Regions from separate parts of the Mus musculus genome. Here region 2 is linked to region 1. Evidence: chromatin contacts called from public Hi-C data. All regions are on one chromosome and are shown on one strand. Each heading gives the region's core, a stretch centred on a gene start, on an enhancer-like site or on the middle of the called end of the contact. The rest is flanking DNA. Distances are from core to core; before and after follow the strand shown. Region 1 overlaps Nat10 (N-acetyltransferase 10). Region 2 overlaps 4931422A03Rik (RIKEN cDNA 4931422A03 gene).

Region 1 (5,920 bases), core at 1,066-3,565:
CTGAGAATCCGGCAGGCTGCTTCCTGGGGGTCTAGGTATGGTAGCATGTTCGTGAACACCCTTGATGGGAGGCTGAAGAGTGGGTGTTAATACGGTGGCATGCTTTCCTGAAATAGCAGTCAGCCCTTTCTCTGGAGCAAGCTCACTTCTCAGGTGGGAAGTCAGTATTGTCAAGTAACTACGGCTCCATGTAACTCAGCCAGCGTTGAGCCTGAGAAGACAAGGCAGTAGGTGTTGGAGGCACAGTCTCTCTGCAGCCGTTGTGAAGAGTCACCTTGTCACAGGGACAATAAGCACTTTGCTAGGTGTCCAAGTCGCACTTGGCTTTGAGAAAGGCAGAACTGCAGTCACCATCAATTCCCAGTCAGGCCTGTGAGTGAAGGACTGTAGGCGAGCATCCCGCTGACCATGTGTGTGCCCCACAGAACTCTCCCAACGACCTGCAGATGCTCTCAGACGCTCCTGCTCACCACCTCTTCTGCCTCCTGCCACCTGTGCCCCCCACCCAGAATGCCCTGCCTGAAGTGCTTGCAGTTGTCCAGGTACAGAGCAGAGAGAAACATGGTGTGGCACTGGTTTGGGGAACTATTGGGCATCAGTGTGGCCAGGGAAGCTGTTGGGTCCTGACATGGATCTAGGTGGGTAGGTCTGTTGAGGCAGGTGATGTGTGCACTGGAGAGAAAGCTGGATACAGGCAGCGCTGGCTTATTTCTCTTTCTTGCACACATGAGTAGTGTAAACTTAAAGGCTACATGGAGAAAGATGTTTACCACCTGGGGGGTGTGTGTCTGTGTCATTTTCCCTTCCCTAAACTTGGAGTTATAGATGTCACACTTGCAGTGTGTCAGTGTCCACAGTGCACTGCACTGTGCTCTATTTCATGTTTATACAGTGTCTGTCTCGCCACGTCTCTGTCTTGGGATTTGTTCTGCTCCATACAGAGCTGTGTGTATCCTGTGTCTTAACTGATGTGCGTTTAAGTGATACATTCCACTTGACCTCTTGTCCTCGGTCTTTTGGTCTTGGGGCTGGAGGATGTCAGTAAGTTCATAGTAACCTGCCACATCCTAATGAGGTCGTGTGGTCAGTGTGGAGCCGGAACCCAGGATAAGAAACAGTGCCTAGAAAACTTAGTTTGGGGTCTGTCTCAGATGATGCTTGGGATCTGGAGCTAGAGCATGCCTTCCCTGCCTTGGTTTCCCTAGGTGTGCCTTGAGGGAGAGATTTCTCGTCAGTCCATTTTGAATAGCCTCTCTCGAGGCAAGAAGGCTTCTGGGGACCTGATTCCATGGACAGTGTCGGAACAGGTGAGGGAGCGGCTGCCCCTGCATGTCTGAGGTGAGGGAGCGGCTGCCCCAGCATGTCTGATGTCAGGTTGTCTGTGTTGCTAAGTCACTGGTTTGTGTCTCACAGTTTCAAGATCCAGACTTTGGAGGCCTTTCTGGTGGACGGGTTGTTCGAATTGCTGTTCACCCAGATTATCAAGGGGTAACATGTCCTCTCTTCTTTTAAACCTTGTGTGCTGCTCTCTAGTGGGCTCCTGGCAGCCCTTTGGGCAGTGTGCCTAGCTGTTGGAATAAAAATATGGATACACCAGTGACATTTTAGGTGTACTCTGCTCAGGAGAATATAGCAAGAACTTGTGGGTGGGCCAGGGACAAGGTTGTTGGTGTAGACTCCTTCCTTTCCCTACCTGTGTTAGAACGTAGGACTTGTTGAACCAGGTTGTTTTTCTATAACTTCCTTCTGTCGCTTTGAAAGCCACACTGAGGAGTCAGCTGTCGAGCATCCCTTTCTGGCAGTGGCACAGCCAGCTACCGTTAGGTCCAGGTTGCAAGTGGGTTGTGGTTGGAGGGTTAGACTAACCTAAGAACCCCACTGTGTTTGGCCCCAGAGCCAGCTTTGACTACAGTGGGTTTTATTGGTAGCTTTTTTCCAAATGCAGTTTGACCAGGAATAAATGCTTTAGAAGCAAGGCACAAGTAGCTTAAACAGACGGAGCGTCTTCCCTCTGCTGTATCTTGTGTGTGCTCATAGATGGGATATGGCAGCCGAGCGCTGCAGCTGCTGCAGATGTATTATGAAGGCAAGTTCCCTTGTCTGGAGGAAAAAGTCTTGGAGACACCACAAGAAATCCGCACCGTGAGCAGTGAGGTAACAATGTTCTGGCAAAGCCAGAGTCCTAAGTCTGAGAGGATGGTTCTCTGGGGTCTTCTGCGTTTGGGCAGCCAGCCACTTTCTTCAGCTTAACACTGTAGAGTCTCAGCCTACTCACCAGTGCCATCTGCTGCTGCAGCAGACACTCCGGGAGTAAACGTGCTTACTAGTCTGCAAGTGTGCTGCATTGCAAGCTGGAGGGCTCCCCACCAGCCTCTGTCAGCATCAGCCCACATCGCAGAGTTCCGCTTTGCCTTGCTTGAGGCTGCCTGCACACACACGTGCTTGGTGGTTTGTGTAATGTGCCCGTGCTTGTGGGCCTTGACTTACCTCAGACTCAGGAGGGTTACTCTCCAAGGTCACAGGGGTGTCAGGTGACAGAACCACAACTTCACGCTGCATTTTCAGAACCCTGCCCCTGTCCCTTCTAAAGTGTATTAGGCATTGCTGAACCGTGGCCTTTCCCTGCTTTTGGTCTTGGGAACTCGGTGATTGCACATATGCTTTGGCTTATCCCTGTGGTGATCTCGGGACTCTTGAGTCCTATTTGGACACCATAGGGACACAGAAGACTCTTGCCTGTTGTTGTGTAGTGTACTGGATGGCTTGAGAACACCACGAGCCTCTTGCTTTGCTAAGGGAGTAATGGCTTCTTCTTAGGCTGTCAGCTTGTTGGAAGAAGTTATTACTCCCCGGAAGGATCTGCCCCCCTTGCTCCTCAAGTTGAATGAGAGGCCTGCAGAGCGCCTGGATTACCTGGGGGTTTCCTATGGGCTGACCCCCAGGCTTCTCAAGTAAGTGCCTGCCTGTCCTCTGGAGCCAGCCCACTTCAGTGGAAGACGACAGTTCTGTGGGTGGTGTCTTCCTTTGCAGCTGGGGTCTCTGTCATTGTCTGCTGCCTCCTCCATCTGTCCCTCCTCCTGTCCCTCCTCCTGTCCCTTCTGCCTTTATTTCTCAACTTCCAGGAGTCATAAATGGTGACCACCCCCTCTACCCCCCTTTTGTAGGTTCTGGAAACGAGCTGGATTTGTTCCTGTCTATTTGAGACAGACCCCAGTAAGTGAGGCTTGGGGTAGAGGAGGGGTTGGGTTTGTGTTTGCAGTTGGCACCTCCTCCTCTAGTTGTCTTGGCTCCTCCTCGCTGTGCCCTGGGCAGGTGCTTCTGTATTTGTTAAGGTGTTGCTTGTTCAGAGGCGGGTTGGTACAGAGTGATTCCTTCCTGACCTTGGCAGGTCTGGTGCATCTGTGGCTTTGTGCTCCATTTTCACGTGGCAGGGGTACACACACGGACTGATTTGTCAGATTGTAGATTCAGTCCTGCAGGCTGGAGTTCCCTAAGTGTGTATAACAGAACTGAGTGTTAATGGTTTCTGAAGGAGAGAGGTGGGCAGCAGATGATTGGGAGGGTGAGAAACAGCGGTGAGTTCCTGGAATGCAGTTAGTGTCTGTGGGAAACAGCCAGTGCATGGGGAAGCCTGAAGCTTGTTTTCTAACAGGTAAAAGCAGCAAGCAGTGAGGAACACTGCTCCTCATGGTGGCAAATGCTGGTTGTAGCATAGTGGCCTATCCTGCAGCTTAAACCTAAACCAGATGACTGGAAGGGGCCAGAACTGAAGAAAGTGGTCAGGGATAGAGACAGATGGAGCTTGGAGAGAATGCCACAGCATTCTCACTTTTTAAAAATATTTTTAAAGATATATTTACTTATTTATTATGTATACAGTGTTCTGTCTGCATTTATGTCTGCACACCAGAAGAGGGCATCAGCTCCTGTTACAGATAGCCACCATGTGATTGCTGGGATTTGAACTCAGGACCTCTGGAAGAGCAAACAGTGCTCTTAACCTCTGAGCCACCTCTCCAGCCCAGCATTCTCATTCTTAAATGGAACTTTCAAGCTGTCTAGTTCACCACATAACAAAACATAGGAGAGGTTTCTTGGTGGGTTTCAAACAGGACCCTAATAGTCCAGTGATGATCACCCTGGGTACTCAGCATAACTACTACTGACGTTCACTCCTGCTCTGCGGCACTTGGCATCTCCAGGTTGTATGTACTTGGTGAATAGATGCATACTTAGATGCTGCTGACATCACATAGAGCAGGAGGACAGGTGGCTACTGGATTTGCCAGGACTGGTGCTCAGAATGGAGTAGGGCTTGTTACAGTTGGTGATAATGGGAGGTGGGGATATAGGCATGAGTAGACATTGTTTCCCAGAGGGGAAGCGAGCAGAGAGCAGGGTAGCTGTGGCGTGTGCATGGGGAGGACATGTTGGGTAGAAGAGTCTTGGCCTTTGTTCACTGTAGAGACAGGGAATGCAGGAAGAGAGGGCTGACTGCGAGGGCAGGCCTTGTGGGGTCAGGACACTGAAACCCAGGATTTCGAGGTTTGCTAGCAACTCATCCCTCACTCCAGGAGGGTCATGGGGAGTGTGAGTGCAGCAGTAAGAGAGTGAAGATGTCCAGTCACTTCTGTTTTCAAGGCCCACAGTGCTGAAGCGGGCAAGCACATGTGTCTTTTGGAGAATGCAAATCTGGTATTCAAGTTTGGTGGTGAATGTCCATTTGAAGTCTGGCATGTGACATGGAGACTCCCGTGCGGGCTGGCAGGGAGTGGAGATGGGCTCGTGCCTGTCGGCATACTTATCTAGATAGACAGATGCGCTCAGCAGTTGCTTGCAGGGAGGACGTAAATCTGTGAGCCACAAACAGGCCATAGGCATCCTTTGACCTTGTCCCTTTGACCTTTGTCCTTGTCCCTTGACCTGCTTGCTCTGACCTGTCGTTGCCGTTAGATGCTGCCATGCAGTTCTGAGAACTTATGTAGTAAAAGGTCCAAAACTCTGTAATCTTGCACCATGTCAGCCCCTAGTGAAGCTTGAAGCATCCAGAGTCTGAGCAAGACTGTCTCTTACACAAAGCATGTATAAACATACCGGCTGCCAGCTGGGCGTCTGAGTTTGCTGGGAAGTTTCTGCTTTATAAGGAACAAAGTTCACTGACAGGGTGAGGGATTGAAGCCTGCCTTCATGGCCTTGACTTCAGTGAAAGGAGTGGGTGCGGAGCAGAAATCAGGCCTTACCTAAACTCCTGCTGGGCCTGCTCCAATCCCGTGGCCTCTTAGGCGGCTGCCTACCATGCGAGCCCATGGGGGCAGGGTGGGAGCACCATGACATTGGTTCCAAGCAATAATGTGTGTCCCCTAGAACGACCTGACTGGGGAACACTCGTGCATTATGCTGAAGACGCTGGCCGATGAGGATGAGGCTGAGCAGGGAGCTTGGCTGGCAGCATTTTGGAAAGGTAAACGCCAGACGAGTGGAGAGGGGACAGTGAGGTGACAGGCCAGGGCACCTGCAGATTGCTAACTGCCTTTCTGTGCCCTGCAGATTTCCGAAGACGGTTCCTGGCCTTGCTGTCATACCAGTTCAGCACCTTCTCTCCTGCCCTGTCTCTGAACATCATTCAGAACAGGAACGTAGCCAAGTCAGCCCTGCCAGGTGAGCTGTCACCCAGGAGCTGAGGGCTGCTCTAGTCCACAGTCTCCATGCTGCCTGCTGTTCCCCAAGCCTCTCTCCTGCCCAGGCTGTGCCTGGATTTCAGGTGTAAGACAGGTTCACACAGTGGTTAGCTATGGAACCTGGGCTCTGAGGGGAACTAGCTCAGTCTCGGGGCTCTGTGTTCGAGTATTTATGAAATAGCACCAAGAATATGTCTCAGCCTTCTGACTGGTATATAGAAGAACTATATAACTATAAAGCT
Region 2 (6,527 bases), core at 55-2,554, 270 kb before region 1:
GAGGAATTTCTTTTCTGGTCGAGTCTATTTGGAGTTCTGTGGGCTTCTTGTATGTTCATGGGCATCTCTTTCTTTAGGTTAGGGAAGTGTTCTTCTATAATTTTGTTGAAGACATTTACTAGCCCTTTAAGTTAGGGATCTTCACTCACTTCTATACCCATTATCCTTAGGTTTGGTCTTCTCATTGTGTCCTGGATTTCCTGGATGTTTTGGGTTAGGAGCTTTTTGCATTTGCAAAAAAATAGTAAAAAGATTGCTTGGTGAAACCTTTGGAAGGCTGAGGCAGAAGGATCACCACAGATTCAGGGTCACCCTAAGGTACACAGAGTTCTAAGTCAGCCTCGACTATAGGGTGAGGTTGTCTCTAAAACAAAACAAAAAAAGCCAAGAAACCACCCACCTGTCTTTTCCCACTGAGGAGCAGCAGGGTTCAAGCCAACTGGTGCTGTGCTGCCTGGTTCCCCTGGGTCTATCACCTTCTTCCTCACCTCTACCAGCTGTCCTTCCCCCCTTCCTCTGTCCAGGTCCCATCTTTGCATGTAAGCCAAAGACTTCTATTCCGTAGCGTAATTAGCCCCTCTCTCTCAATAGCTCCGATGGGCATAAAGCGGTACAGCTTGGCTGAATAATATTAGTAACGCGGTTTCTTCATCTTTTGGGGCGGGGTGGAGTGTCACCGACTGAACGCTGGGCTCTGAGCTGCGTCATCTGTCTTCTTTCCACGAAAGCTCACTAGTGTTTTGGTGTTTGGTGCTGGATTGACTCCAGGGTCTCTGGCATGCACTGTACCTCTATGCATCACTGTTGGTACCCACGCCGTTCTCACATGGGCAAAAGCGTAAAGGCAGACGCATGAAACTGTGTTTGCTCTTTGTGCCGGCAAGTATTACATTTGTTTCAAAATACCAAGGTTATAGTCTCTCTACTTGCAGAGAACCAGTCTATGCAATCCAGCTGGAAGCGCAGCTCTGCTGTGAGGCAGGCTGACTGGATGTAGGCGGGCACTTTGCTTGGAGGCTCTGGAAGCAGCCTGGGGAGCTGAGGGTGGGACCTGCATCTTGTGACCAGGTGAGCTACTAGAGAGGCGTCTAGGGCATTCAGTCTGGAATCTTCTCTGGGCCTTGGCTCCTCATTCAGGTCATCATTGAACACCCCCACCCTCTTGTGAGGGGGGGGGGGGGGTCTCCCAGGGATCAAGCCAGGCTGCCACCTGTTGTTCCTCTTGTTTCTCATCTTTGCCTGAGGCTAAGTAACCGGCGAAGTCCGGAAGGTGGCGCTAGGCGCACAGAGACTCACGCTGCAGTATCAGCAGCAGTGTAGATCACCGCAGATGCTCCGTAGGATGCCTGGTATCTGTGTGGATCCAAGGTTATGTCACCTCAGCAGTTCCTCAAAAGGAGACTCTCAGCAGGAAACTCCAAGGCTAGAAGATTTGCAGGTGGAGCAGACTCACCTTCAAGGCCAAGTAGACCCAAAGCAGGTCCCTGAACTTCCAGTGGTACCCACTCCTGAGGTGCTGGCTGCTGAGCCGAAACAAAGTTCAGAAAACGAAGTGTTCCTTGTGAATCAGACGACGTGGACATTGGTGTCTCATCCATTCCATTCATGTCCGTGAGTTCTACCATAGAACGCCAAGGTCGAAGGAAGGCCTCCCCTCCTCATTTTTATTTCAATGCAACTAGGTTAACTGGAAAACTTCAAATACTGGGATCCAAGAAAGACACTGACAAGGAGGGTACACCACCATGGCAGCAGTAACCATACAGGACCCCAAAAGAAGGGGAGGGATATCCTCCTGCCACCTGAGCACCCTGTCCCTTTCTCAGAACACCTGCCCACCTAATTCTCACCTGCCTAACCCCTGCCATCGTCTTGAGGAAACCCCAAGGCATGCGCACACATGTAGATAGTGCTGCCCCATGCTAAAGCCTGGTCCATAACAATTCTGAGAGTTCTGGAGGCAACTCTTGAGTGTCTGACTATTCTTGGGATGATGTGATGCTTTTTAGCACTGAAGGGATGCCACATCTACCCCTTTCCTCCTACGTGGGCAAGTGAGAAAATCTCAAGGCTCTGTCTTACTTGCTAACACGGGCAGCCTTTCTACAGATGGAGAATTGCATGTCCTATCCCCACCTCCTATCTTTCCTCCCAGAGTATGAGTGACTCACACCAGATCCTGTTCCACAAAGGTCATGATAGTTAGAAATGTCTTCCTGTGAGAGAAGTTTGTCATTGTTGTTATTGTTTGGTTTTTCAAGACAGGGTTTCCTGGAACTCACTCTGTAGACCAGGCTGGCTCGAACTCAGAGATCCGCCTGCCTCTGCCTCCCAAGTGCTGGGATTAAAGGCATGCACCACCACTGCCCAGCATGAGAGAAGTTTGGAAGCAAAGTTAAATCTGTTGCGCTGTGATGGCTCAGTGGTTAAGAGCTCAGGCTGTTCTTTCAGAGGACCAGGGTTTGATTCTCAGCACCCACATGGCAGCTCCCATCATCTGAAATTCCAGGTCCATTTCCAGCTCCAGATCTCTTCTGGCGTCTGAGGGCACTGCATGCATGTGGTGCACAGACATACAGACAGGTACAACACACACACACACACACACACACACACACACACACACAATTAACTAATTAATTAAAACTAAATCTAGGTGTAACTGGGTCTGGGGAAGCCAGGTGTGTTGGTCTAGCTGGGCAATGCCTTACTCACCTTTATCATTCTGAGTAGTTTTGTCTATTATTATACTTTGCTGATTGAAACCATGACTGTGTGTATTTTTATAACTTCCTGGCAGAAGGCAATGAGGTGACTTGTTCTTAAGAGAGTTGGTGATTTTTGTTTTGTTTTTGGTCGGTCAGTTTTATTTAATGAGTATGCTGTCTGCGTGTACACCTACATGCCACAAGAGGGCATCAGACCCCCATTATAGATTGTTGTGAGCCACCATGTTGTTGCTAGAAATTAAGCTCATTGCCTCTGGAAGAGCAGCCAGTGCTCCTAACCACTGAGCCATCTCTCCAGCCCCAGGTTTTGGTTATTTTGAGACTATGTACTTTTGGATGGCTTGAACTTGCTAAGTAGAGCAAACAGTCATGAGCTCACAGGGATTCACCTGCCTCTGCCTTCTGAGTGCTAGGATTAAAGGCATGCAGTTTCATGTATTTTGTTGTACCTCTATGCAAAGGAAAACCATCCATAGTCAAAACCAACAGGAGATATAATATCACTTAAAAATGTATTCTGAACAAGAAGTTACTTTTTCTTTTGAATGACAGGATCTCACTAGGTAGCTTTGGCTGACCTAGAATTTAATATATAGATGAGGCTGACCTCAAACTCACAGAGATCCACCTGCCTCTGCCTCCTGAGTTCTGAAATTAAAGATCTGCTACTATGTCCAGCTAAGAGACTACTTTTCTAGTCCTTAGTTCTACTGACCGATAAGTATGTATTTCAAAACTCTGTGTGTGTGTGTGTGTGTGTGTGTGTGTGTGCGCGCGCGCGCGCATGATAGGGCATGGTGTGCCATGGTGCATGTGTGGGGGTCAGAGGGCAACTTTGTGATGTCTAGTCTAGTCTCTCTTTTCACTTATGCATTGGTTCTAGTATCAGTCTCATGTTGTCAGGCTTGCAAGGCATGATAGGGCATGGTGTGCCATGGTGCATGTGTGGGGGTCAGAGGGCAACTTTGTGATGTCTAGTCTAGTCTCTCTTTTCACTTATGCATTGGTTCTAGTATCAGTCTCATGTTGTCAGGCTTGCAAGGCAAGCTTCTTTACCTGACAAGCCATCCTACTAGCTGGCAAATATATAATTAAAAGAAAAACCAAAGCCCTACTGTTAGTCATGCACTTAATAATTTAGTATTCCATACACCTTTTATAGCATGCTCTGTATGCTGGATCCAAGGGTATTACTGAATCCTCAATTGAAATCTACAAAAATATTATTGTGAATTATTATCAAGTAATTCACAGAACAAATTATGTAAGCATAAAGAAGAAATTAGCAATTAATGACATACCTATATAATAAAATGCTAATTAGTATGACTATCCTGTTATTAACAATATCTACTGCCTATTAATTAATAATGTAATAGTTAACATGTTTTTAATTATATATTTTGTATATGTAGGTTCTCAGATAGAATACTATCAACTGTTTCTGTTGTTGTTGTTTTGAGAGTCAGGTCTTTTTAAATTAATTTCAGAATCAGATAAGAGGCGAATAAATGAAAGATAACATATTAAACCATTGGCTACAGCTCTTCAGAAAATGGGTAGGGCCGAAGGCAAAGAACACTGAGTTAGGAGATGAGTTGGCTGCTAGTGTCCATGTCAAGTATAACTTATGAGAAAGCAGAAAGGCAAACAGTCAACTGACTTCTTTCTACCCAAGTACTTAACACTGACGTTTATCTATAAAACATTATCTCTGAAATGTAGCCCTTTGAGGCTGGGGCTAGGTTCAGTTAGTAAAATGTTTGCCTGAAATGCATGAAGCCCAAGGTTTGATCCTGACTACCAAGTAAATCAGATATGGTAGCCTGATACCTGAACATTGCATGCCTGTTATTCCAGTACTCAGGGGGCGGGGGGAGGCAGGGGCATCAAAAGTTGGAAGTCATCTTCAGCAATATATAGAGTTGAAGGCCAACCTGGGCTATATAAGATCTTGTCAGAGAGAGAGAGAGAGAGAGAGAGAGAGAGAGAGAGAGAGAGAGAGAGAGAGAGAAGGGGAGGGGAGGGGAGGGGGTAGAGGGGGAGAGGAGAGATTTATCTTTTCATCAAACTTACATCCTTTAAATTTAACTTCTATGAATACAGGTAGGAGGCTCTCAGAAACAATTCATTCAAAAAATTCCTACCAATGTGAAACACTTCTCCCACTATCATCTGACCTTGATAATTACTCTATACGTTCTCTATATTCTAAAGTCTTTAAGGATGGAAAAATGTACCAACTATGGACTGAGAACAAGAGTAAGGCAGTAAGATCACACAGTAGATAAACAGAAGGCAAAGAATGTTCCAACGGTGTTTTAAGAAATCAAGGCTGAAATATGATACACAGGGACAAAAAAAAATAGATGTGGAAATGAGAAATGGCATCGTGGGCACATCAGCCGTGATTCAGCTTTGACAAGGAAACATCTAGGGAGAAGATTACCCAGGGAGCAGGACAGTGATGTACATTGTCTTCTTTTATGGCACTCATCCAACATCTGACAGTAGGATGACACATTGACACCAATGAATACCACATCAACTTTTTATTTTTATTTTTTCACCTAATGTGTGGAGATTTTACCTGCCTGTATGTCTGTGTACCATGTATGTGCCTAGTACCTACAGAGGTCAGAAGAAGGCATCATATCCTTTGGAACTGGAGTTAGAGACTTGAAAAGCTGCCATGTGGATGCTGGGAATCAAACTTGGATCCAGTGAAAGAGCACTCAATGTTCTCAACAACTAAGCCATCTCCTCGGCCCCAGCACTGCACATTTTAAAGGAATGAAATACAAAATCAAATTATGGCAAAGGCAATATGTGAGCTTACCTTGAATACAGCATAATTATCCTTGATTATTTTAGACCTGCATCCTTGTGGGGGAACCATATAAAACAGGTGAAACCATGACACTTGTGAGCAGGACACAGTAGTGTACACTTAATACCAGCACCAGGAAGGAAGGAGGGTAGAGAGTTTGAGTCCGGTCTCAAAACTGAAGCGAGAATGACCCCTGGCGGCTCCTGTGTTTGAATACTTGGTGGAACTGTTTGGAAAGGATCAGGAGGTATGGATTTGCTGGAAGAAGTGTGTTACTGGGGCAGGCTTTGAGGTCTCAAATGTCCACAACAGCTTTCTCCTGGCCTCACTCATGTTTATGGATCAAGATATGAGCTCTCAGCTACTGCTCCAGCACCATGCCTGTCTGCCTGCTGCCGTGCCCCCCCATATACCCTAACCCTGCGAAACCATAAGCCTTGGTCGTGGTTTTTTTATCACAGCAACAGAAAAGTGACTAAAACCGAGGGTAAAGTGCTTGCTGCACATAAGCGGTCGTGCGTTTGATCCTCAGCAGCCATGTAAAACTGGGTGTGGTGGGGTACAGCTGCGATCGATCGTAGTGCTTCTATGACAAATCCAGGCAAAGAACTGTGCCCTCTGGAAGCTCAAGGACCAAGTAGCCCGACCTGTCATAAACAAGATAGAAGGCAAGGACTGAAGCTTGAAGTTGTTCTCTGAGCTCCACCACTTTGGCCTCTCTCTCTCTCTCTCTCTCTCTCTCTCTCTCTCTCTCTCTCTCTCTCTCTCCTTCTCTCTCTCTCTCTCTCTCCTTCTCTCTCTCTCTCTCCTTCTCTCTCTCTCTCTCTCTCTCTCTCTCTCTCTCTCTCTCTCTCTTTCTCTCTCTCTCCCCCCCTCTCTCACACACACACAGAGGCAGAGACACAGAGAGAGGCAGAGACAGATACAGAGAGAGAGAGATTCAGAGAGACAGAGACAGAGGCAAATAT

What was found. A called contact is a pair of places that touch in the nucleus more often than the background predicts.
Region 2: a contact with region 1 is called in a Hi-C map of cerebral cortex, with 4 times the contacts expected there. The contact joins two enhancer-like sites. A contact is called at or near these places in 2 of 15 datasets of contacts at CTCF or cohesin (large pre-B cells and pro-B cells), 38 of 484 Hi-C or Micro-C datasets (B cells, the BV-2 cell line, the CH12 cell line and 18 more), 7 of 115 datasets of contacts at active chromatin or transcription factors (T-cell acute lymphoblastic leukemia, embryonic stem cells and stem cell-derived neural progenitor cells) and 3 of 9 other capture datasets (adipose tissue, embryonic stem cells and liver).

What each region holds. Positions count from the first base shown.
Region 1 is chr2:103,727,541-103,733,460 of GRCm38.p6, reverse strand. It overlaps Nat10 (N-acetyltransferase 10), which reads left to right. Exons shown (of 29, transcript NM_153126.3): 16 at 426-542; 17 at 1,206-1,307; 18 at 1,414-1,488; 19 at 2,038-2,154; 20 at 2,818-2,951; 21 at 3,165-3,213; 22 at 5,365-5,461; 23 at 5,548-5,658. Among named protein-coding and RNA genes, the nearest start is that of Nat10, 31 kb to the left of the region's middle. Within about 2 kb of position 2,315, at least 10 of the 459 cell types and tissues checked have an H3K27ac peak or open chromatin away from gene starts, as enhancers often do. A contact at or near this core is called in cerebral cortex, where this site is marked.
Region 2 is chr2:103,997,673-104,004,199 of GRCm38.p6, reverse strand. All of the region lies in intron 3 of 4931422A03Rik (RIKEN cDNA 4931422A03 gene), which reads left to right. Among named protein-coding and RNA genes, the nearest start is that of Gm38515, 20 kb to the right of the region's middle. Within about 2 kb of position 1,304, at least 13 of the 459 cell types and tissues checked have an H3K27ac peak or open chromatin away from gene starts, as enhancers often do. A contact at or near this core is called in cerebral cortex, where this site is marked.